Linked DNA regions of Mus musculus: region 1 is linked to region 2. Evidence: chromatin contacts called from public promoter capture Hi-C data. All regions are on one chromosome and are shown on one strand. Each heading gives the region's core, a stretch centred on a gene start, on an enhancer-like site or on the middle of the called end of the contact. The rest is flanking DNA. Distances are from core to core; before and after follow the strand shown. Region 1 holds the start of Ppp1r10 (protein phosphatase 1, regulatory subunit 10). Region 2 holds the start of Kank3 (KN motif and ankyrin repeat domains 3).

What was found. Promoter capture Hi-C pulls out the DNA fragments that hold promoters and counts their contacts.
Region 1: a contact with region 2 is called in a promoter capture Hi-C map of embryonic stem cells, with 3 times the contacts expected there. The contact joins the promoter of Ppp1r10 here to the promoter of Kank3 in region 2. A contact is called at or near these places in 1 of 39 promoter capture datasets (embryonic stem cells) and 2 of 9 other capture datasets (adipose tissue and liver).

Annotation. Positions count from the first base shown.
Region 1 is chr17:35,915,619-35,919,576 of GRCm38.p6, reverse strand. It overlaps Ppp1r10 (protein phosphatase 1, regulatory subunit 10), which reads right to left and starts at 2,381. Exons shown (of 19, transcript NM_001163818.1): 1 at 1,861-2,381. Mrps18b (mitochondrial ribosomal protein S18B) reads left to right here and starts at 3,137. Exons shown (of 7, transcript NM_025878.2): 1 at 3,137-3,285. The coding sequence starts at 3,214. Mir1894 (microRNA 1894) reads right to left here and starts at 1,688; the gene lies at 1,608-1,688.
Region 2 is chr17:33,809,210-33,813,602 of GRCm38.p6, reverse strand. Kank3 (KN motif and ankyrin repeat domains 3) reads right to left here and starts at 3,080. Exons shown (of 11, transcript NM_030697.3): 1 at 3,038-3,080.

The DNA of each region.
Region 1 (3,958 bases), core at 1,132-3,631, 2.1 Mb before region 2:
CCAGACTGTTACAAAGCAACCAATACCCAGGTAGTGTAAGGACCCTTCCTGAACAGCATGGCACACTGCAGTTCCCTCAGGCCCTGCGTCTTGCCCAAGTCTCTCTAAAGCAGTCGGGGTTGAGCTTTTTTCCACCCCTGTCCACTGAAGCACGGAATAGGTCCAAGCAGTTGTGATGAGTGGAAGGTGAAACCAAGGCAATGGGCTGACTTTTAACACAAAACCTAGAGCTACATACACAAGGACCTGGACAGCCTCCATCCCTAGTGCTCATTAAGCTTTTATCCCTGGAAGATTTATCATATAAGATAAAAGAAACAAGAAAAAAAAAAAAAAAAAAAAAAACCCAAAACGTATTCTCCCCAACAGCAATCTGCAAAGGGAGAGAAGACAGCTGCTTGGGGGCGGAGTCTTCAGAGGAAGCAAGCTGATTACATCACCTTTCACGGTGGCTCCACCCCCTTGACCAAGCGTCTAGGGAAGCCCTAAGCTGACTGGCAAAGGAGAAAAACAAAGGAGAGGGACGCCATTTTGTTATGGAGAAGATTCAAAATTTAAAAGGCCGGGCAGATCTGCCGGTAGCTTTACTTAACACTGTAAGGCACTAAGTTAAAAAAACAAAAACAAAAAACAAACAGAAGCCATCCCTCTGACCACCACCCTCAACTTGACCTATCTTAAATCAGTTTAAGAGCCTATTACTGAAAATAAAATCAATTAATATACAATTTTCTGCGGGATAAGAATCTGAATTTGCAACTAAAATTCAACTTACTACCGCCGACCATCCCAATCCTCCCTACAAAAGCCAAGTGGTAGGACTTGGACCCCTCAACAAATAGGACCGAGGGGGGAGGACAGGAGAAAAATGGGTCAAGACACAACCTGCAACGCCGCTTGCAAGACAAAAGGACAAGCAAGGAAAAGTCGCCATATTTGAAGCAGGGAGGAAAAAAAAAATCTTTTAACGACACAATCTTCTAGAAAGATAGCATTCAAATGCACTAATGGCTTTTAAAATTATACTCCTGAGTTCCACATTTCCCAACCTTTCCACCCTCTTAGCTGTATCCACCACCCACTAAAAAAGTATCAAGTTAAAATGTTAATCACTTTTGCCTTTAAATAACCTATGCAAGCTGAAACAATCACAAGACATTCTTTACCTCCCCAAATGTTATTGTATGTACTTGTTACTATGATTTTTGCCCTAAATTTAAGTGTCTTGCAATCTTTATTCCTAGATTGCCACCTATTTTAACCACACAATATATCCCAAGCAAATTACATTAAAATAGAGAGGATTTAACAGTCACTTTAAAGACATAGCCAGCTAATATTTCTCTGCCCATCTCCTTACCCTGCAATCTTTATGTACAGATTGCTTATTAATCTGGCAAATTGAAAGGCGTTCTGCTTGTCTCACACACAAAGAAGTGGGACTTCTGGGCCACAAGATCCACCATCTTTTGTATGTGAGCTCATTAACCCTTTTGAAGACTGCTAACCAGAGGAAGGTAACCATTCCTCCTTATTATCGCAAAGGCTTATGCTCTGGCAGTCTGGAAATCTGCTGGATTATCAAGGGTTAACCGTCAAAATCCTCACTGGCTGGCCCTCCCTTCACCCTCTCCCTTGCCTGCTCCACAGCAGGGAAGAGGCAGGTGGTAGGGGAGAGAGAACAAAGACTGTTTAGACCCACAGGACCTTTAATGGAGATTTAAGAGACCCGATTGGTCCTTCTCTCCAGTACTCTACATTTGTTCTATGGTCTCATTTCTTCCTCTCATTATTTTTGGTTTCACAACGGGAAACGTTGATTTCTTGTTCAAGGCTGGTTTTTGAAAATTCGACACTTACTATCCAATTTTTTTGCGACGTCAGCACCTCGGGCTCAGGGGGGAGGGGTAAAATTTTGGAGGAAAAAAAATAAAGCAACCAACCAGGACCCAAACTCAGTTACTTGTGGGGCCTCATTGGATCAAAAAGTCTCTTTTAAAAAAAGTAAAGACCAACTCAGTTTTCATTTCCCCCCCGCCCAACTCCATTTAGGGAGAGGGGGTCGTTGAAAAAAAAAGTCTGAGTGGATTCCAAAACGGAAATGCTGGATGAGTGAGATTGGGTAGGTTTGGGCAGGGAAGGTGGTTGATTATTTTTGAAGTTATGTGGTGACGGTCCTTCGGCCACAGATCTCAAGTCCCAAGCAGCGTGGGCTGGTGGGGTGGGCAAGATAGGTGGGGAGGGGCAGAAGACACGAGTGGTTGGGCTGGTGGCTGATTTCCCTTTCCCCCCTCTCAGGATCCTTTCAAGGGTTTAGATGTTGCTGAGGCTTGTTTGTTTTCCTGATGGCCGGCCTGTCTTTCTCCGAGAAAATTCAACCTGGGGTAAAAGGAACACAAAAGGAGGAAGGTGTAATCAGTACGGGTCGCCTTTAAACGTTTCAAAGTTGTCGCAGGACGCAGCCGCATTAGGGAAAAACGTGGCTGCCCATTAAATCCGAAACCACCCCGTTCCCCCGGCCCGCTCTCGGCAAAACGTTACCCTCCAAAGCGACGGAGCACCCAAACTTACCTCTAAACGAACCCCAGAATGGCGGCCGCCCGCTCGGGCGGAGTCTTTTATACCCGGCCACCGCCCAACGCACCCTAACGTGATGGAGAACCGCCCTCGCCGGGACACATTGTGCGCGAGGCGAACTCTGATTGGCCAGCGTGCGAGCCGGGTCGCCCGCGGATTGGACGTCCCTCCTCCACCTTCCCGAAGCCCCCTTCCCTCGGTTCCCCTCTTCCGTCTCCTTGCTATCACCTCTACGCCAGCGCGTGATCGCCGCGTCCGGCACCTCCCTTTCCTCTGCCTCCACCACTTCCGCTCCGGCGACCCGGGGTCGCCCTCGGTTGGCCGAAACGGCCCGACGCATGCGCACTGGGAGCACCCTGGTTAAAATCGCAATCAAATCTGCTTTCATGTTAGACACTAACCATGGAATCTAGGATTCATCGTGACTGGTCCGGGAGAAATGCAATTTTGAAGGCTGGTTCGATTGTGACGCAGTTTAAATTCGCGTCTGTGGACCCCGCCCCTTGACGCTTCCGCCCTTAGACATGTGAGCAGCCGCCTTCCGCATTGCGGGGCGTGTCCTTGGCCCACCCTAGTGCGTGTCCCGAGCATGCGCAGTCGCTCTTCCGGCAGGCCGTACGTCCGGTGTGCGTCAAGATGGCTGCCCCCTTGCGGCACACGCTTCTAAAGCTGGTTCCTACACTCTTACGAAGTTCCTATGTAGCTCAGGTAAAACGTTGGAGGGGTTTTCTCTACCTCCCCGTGGTGTCTATACTTTCGATCTTCCTTCCATTAGGAGGAGTCAAGGGGCATGGGTTTTCCCACATGTCTACGTGTCAGCCCTGCACCAGCCTCCGTCCCCTACGGCGCGCGATTTCTAACTACCGAGCGTTCGGGTCAGAGCCAGGGTTACGGGTTATCATCGTCGTCTCCCGACTACCATTAGGCAAAAGAACTAAATGGTGGGGTTGCCCCTGTGGAAATGGGCAGTTTGTAACCAGGTCGTTGGTGCCTGAAGTGGCACCCAGGACGTGTTTGGTTTTTTTTTGTTGTTGTTGTTTTTTTTTTAGCAAAGGACCCTATTTTAAGGATTTTCCCCGGTGTTCGGGAGACAGCCCAGGTTGGTCTCATAGGTACTTTCTGAGCTTTCTACCTCTCCCTCCCAGATTATGGAATTAAAAGCAAGTACACTAGTCCTACTCCACCTCGTCACACGTCATTTCCCCATCAGAGCATGCTTGAGATCATTCTGCTCTCTGGATTGAGATTGCCCTTTAGCCTCAGGTACTCACCACCCTGGAGGTTCTCCGCAGGGCAGGGAGGAATAGGAAGGCTTGTCTCGACGCCACTCCCTAAAATGGGACTACAGAGTAGTGACAGAGGTTACCACCGAAGTAATAAC
Region 2 (4,393 bases), core at 1,831-4,330:
TTGGTGGCAATTTACAGTGCAATTCAGTCCATTGCCTATGTGAAACACCTTTCAGATTAGGTTCTCTCCACCTTCTAGGGACCCCTTGTTTGTAGTGACCAGTCAAGCCCTTGATTGTGTAGCTTTACATCGAGCAGACCCAACCCATCTTCTTGCTAACCAACCCTCTGCTTCAAACAACTAAAAACCCAGCCACTCTTTCCAGCTTTTCAAATTCTGCATGGCGATCTGAGTGCCAGACATTACTAGCTCTTCAGCACCCATCAGCATGACTAACACATTACCCTCTCCACTGCTGGGAGAACCCCTTTCTACTCTCTGAGCTCCCTCCTCTAACCCTTCCCCTGTCCAACCTAAGGCTCTGAAGTTTTCCTCCCCACCCCAAGCAGCTGTTTCCTGTCCCCTCACACTGGCTACAAGGGCAGGACAGCAGGTCACCATGGAGGACAGCCAGTGCCTCTCAGGACTTGTTTTTAGGAAATTGCCAGGGAAAAACTGAGCTTCAGAAAAAACCTGGACCGGGGCTCAGGGGTCTGAAACTGCCTTTTGCGCAGCTGCAGTGTGATCCTGTGCAGTCTGCCCCTTCCTCCAGAAACCTGGTCACATCCGAATCCAAAGCAACAGGACCGAGAAAGCAGCCCCAGGTCATTTTTAAGACTGAAGCATCCAGGCACAAAGACTGGACTGAGACATAGGGCAGAGATTACTAGAGTGGTAAACAGCAATAAGGGTTGCTGTTTGCTTTTAATTTGGATGGTTTGGGGCTGTGTGTGGGTATTTGCCCATGGATGCCAAAAGCTGTAGCTCCCCTGGAGCTGGAGTCACAGGTGTGAGTTGACTAAGACAGCTGGAATCAAATGACAAGGGTCGTACTCAACCGTAAGCACTGAGTCATCTTTCCAGCCCATTAGTTTTGTTTTCTTTGGTTTTGTTTTGAGACAAGGTCTCAGGAAGCCTAGGCTGGCCTCCAACTCCTTCCATAGTTGACAGTGAACTCAACTCCCCTCCCTCCAACCCTTGAGTGCTGAGATGATCACGTGTGCTTTACCACACCTGGCTTGTGCAGTGCTGGAGATGGAGCACAAGGCTTTCATGCACACTAAACAAATACTGTAATAAGAGAGCTACTGCCACAGCCTCAGTTTCCCTCTTTTACATATGGATCAGCTTCGTTTTGTTCTGTTTTGTGTTTGAGAAAAATTCTCCCTATGTTATCTAGACCAGGCTGGCCTTGAACTCAAAGAACTTGTTCTGCCTCTCCCTGCTGAGTGCTGCCCTGTTTGCTTTTTGTTTTATTTTATGTATTTAAGACAGGGTCTCACTATGGAGAGCTAGCTGGCCTGAAATTTGCTAATCAGGATGGCCTCTAAAAAGAGATTCCCCTGTCTCTGCTTCTGGAATGCTAGGATTTCAGGTATGTACCACTACGCCCAAATGAATGCTTTTTTTTTTTTTTTTTTTTTTTTGCCCTCAGCCCCACTGACAGAAGCTAGGTGAGTTTTAAGCTACACCACTAACCCCTTTTTAATTTTTTTTTTTTACATTTTATTTATTTTATGTAGGAGGTGGAAGGGTGGGTGGGTGCAAGGATGCCATGGGGTGAGAGTGGAGGGCAGAGGGCAGCTCTATAGAGTCAGTTCTCTCCTTACACGAGTAAATCCCAGGGATGCAACAAGGATGTCATTCCCTGATCAAGTACCTTTACTGGCCAATCCATCTCACTGACCCCTTTACTCAATTGTTTAAACAGGCGTTGAACTCACTCTGCAGCTCTCAGGCAGGCCTTCAACTTTCTTTTCTTTTTTTTTTTTTTTTCTTCGAGACAGCGTTTCTCTTTATAGCCCTGGCTGTCCTGGAACTCACTTTGTAGACCAGGCTGCCCTCGAACTCAGAAATCTGCCTGCCTCTGCCTGTGCTGGGATTAAAGGCATGCGCCACCACGCCCGGCGCCTTCAACTTTTAATCATCCTACCTGGACCTCTCAGGTAACTAGGATAATAGGCGCTTTTGGAAAGATTCCCTTTTGCTCCCCTAGAAACTGCAGGGAACCCAGGCCACATATCACCCTCCCAGCTCACAGCTGTCAGTTCCAGCCTTGGGAGTAAGGAGTGTGGTGGGGCAAGCCAACATTAGACTGCTACACAAGCCAATGCCTCCCGGAGTAGGGCGTGTAGCTGCCCTCATATCTCCCACACTGCCTGGCTATCAAAGTTAAATCCGGATCCCCTGCCTGAGACCCCCTCATTAGGCTGTCAGAGCTGAAGCCACACGCCCCCACACCCAGCCCTGGGACTATTTCGGGACACAGAGCTGCGATCAGTCTAGAGAGCTGTGATCAGGAGAGCTGTCATCAGGAAACCTGAAGGACAGGACACAGAGCATGCATACCCGAGGTCCTGAAGAAGTTATGTCTTACTGATAAGGCTCTAGGTGGGAGCCCTTCATGTTGGGATAGGATTCTCAAACGCAGGATGGGGGAAAGAGCTAGATGATGGCAGGACAAGGGGTCCTTGAATCATCACACACACACACACACACACACACCTCCCCAAACATACAGAACCAAGTCCGCTTAGAAAAGACAGGGCAGTTTCCTACAGGAAAAACCGCTGGGCGGTTCCATCCGCTGCTATTGTCAGTAGGTCCGGGGAGTGGGGGACATCCGTTCCTCCCTCCAACACCGTTTCCGTACCATCCGCCCACTCCACCCCACTGCAAGAAACCCATTCCCAGGTCTTCAAGCCAACTCTGGGGAAGGGTCCCCTAAGGCATCTAGGAGACTAAAATGCGCACAAGTTCCTCTGGTTAGGTCCTGGATGGCCATGTGGTGGCGATCTGCCTAATAATCTAGGGTCCCCCCTCTCCGGTCGGCTTTAAACCACCTGAGGCTCCCAATGTCCAAATGGTCACCATTACAGGACACGGCGCCCACCCCGTTGCAACGCACAGAACCCATAGAAGGGGGCTAAAAGCATCACACCCCTCCCGGACACTTGGGTCCACTGTTCCCCTCCAGGACTCGCGTGGTTGACTTTACCTGAATGAGAAGCCCCGGCAGCGCCCGCACCGCACCCGAGCCCGCCCCCTCGAAGCTCCGCACGGGTTATCAAGGCTTTCACCCCTAACTGACGGCTTTTTCAGCCAACCAGAGCACGAATCTAACCGAACTATCCAATTGTAAGACAGAGTGAGCCATCTGGGCGGGGGCAGGGTGGGGACCCGCCTGAGGGCGGGCCTACAGTAGAATCTGAGAAGATCAGAGCAGGGCAGTGGGATGCTGCTCAGCCAGCTACCTCTAAATCCTGCCTGGTTCAGGAGTAAGAAAAGAGGTTTCATTCACAGGACAGTAGGGAGCTACAGGAAAAATCTAAGCAAACTATTCTAATGGGATTTATATAACGAGTTTAATTCCTACTGTCTTGTTGAAGTCGTAAGAGCCTGGATCTTGTCCACCGCAGGAACTTTGCATATATTGTGCCACTTTAAGAAATATTATCTGGGGGCTGGTGAGATGGCTCAGTGGGTAAGAGCACCCGACTGCTCTTCCGAAGGTCCGGAGTTCAAATCCCAGCAACCACATGGTGGCTCACAACCATCTGTAACAAGATCTGATGCCCTCTTCTGGAGTGTCTGAAGACAGCTACAGTGTACTTACATATAATAAATAAATAAATCTTTAAAAAAAAAAAAAAAAAAAAAGAAATATTATCTATATGTGATACTTTCCTATATTTCTAAGTGTTCAATCTATGTGCCCCTGAAATCTATGTGCCACAAGAAAACAAAACAAAAAACAAACAGAATCCTTAGCACAGCCTTTCCCTAGTCATTATCATTGCCATAGCAATGGTTTATTAACTAAATAGCAATTTTCATTAGTAGAAAGGCAAGGTTACTATCATCACCCCTACTAGACATTTTAGGATCAGGAAACTTTTTATCCACTGCCTCAGGCATACACTAGTTACTTAATAAATGTCTGCTCTACTGGAGATATCTAACTCAATGGTACAGAACTTGTCTAGCGCACCTATCACAATAGATAGGTAGGAAGACAGACAGACAGAGACAGATAGACAGATGAAAATAATGTAAATATAATAGACACATACAGGTGTACTTATAAACATACTGAGATTATAGATCAAAAAATTGTCACAGAAATAAATTAAAATTACATTTGTGAAGGTCAGTGAGATGACTTAGCATGTAAAGGTTCTTGCTGCCAAACTTGACGATCTGTGTTTCATCCCTAGGACCATGTAATGCAAAGAAAGACCCAACTCCTACAAGTTGTCTTCAGATCTCCATAGTGTGCTATATACATCAACCTATGCACATACATACCATATATCAATAAAACTTTTTAGCTGGGCAGTGGTGGTGCACACCT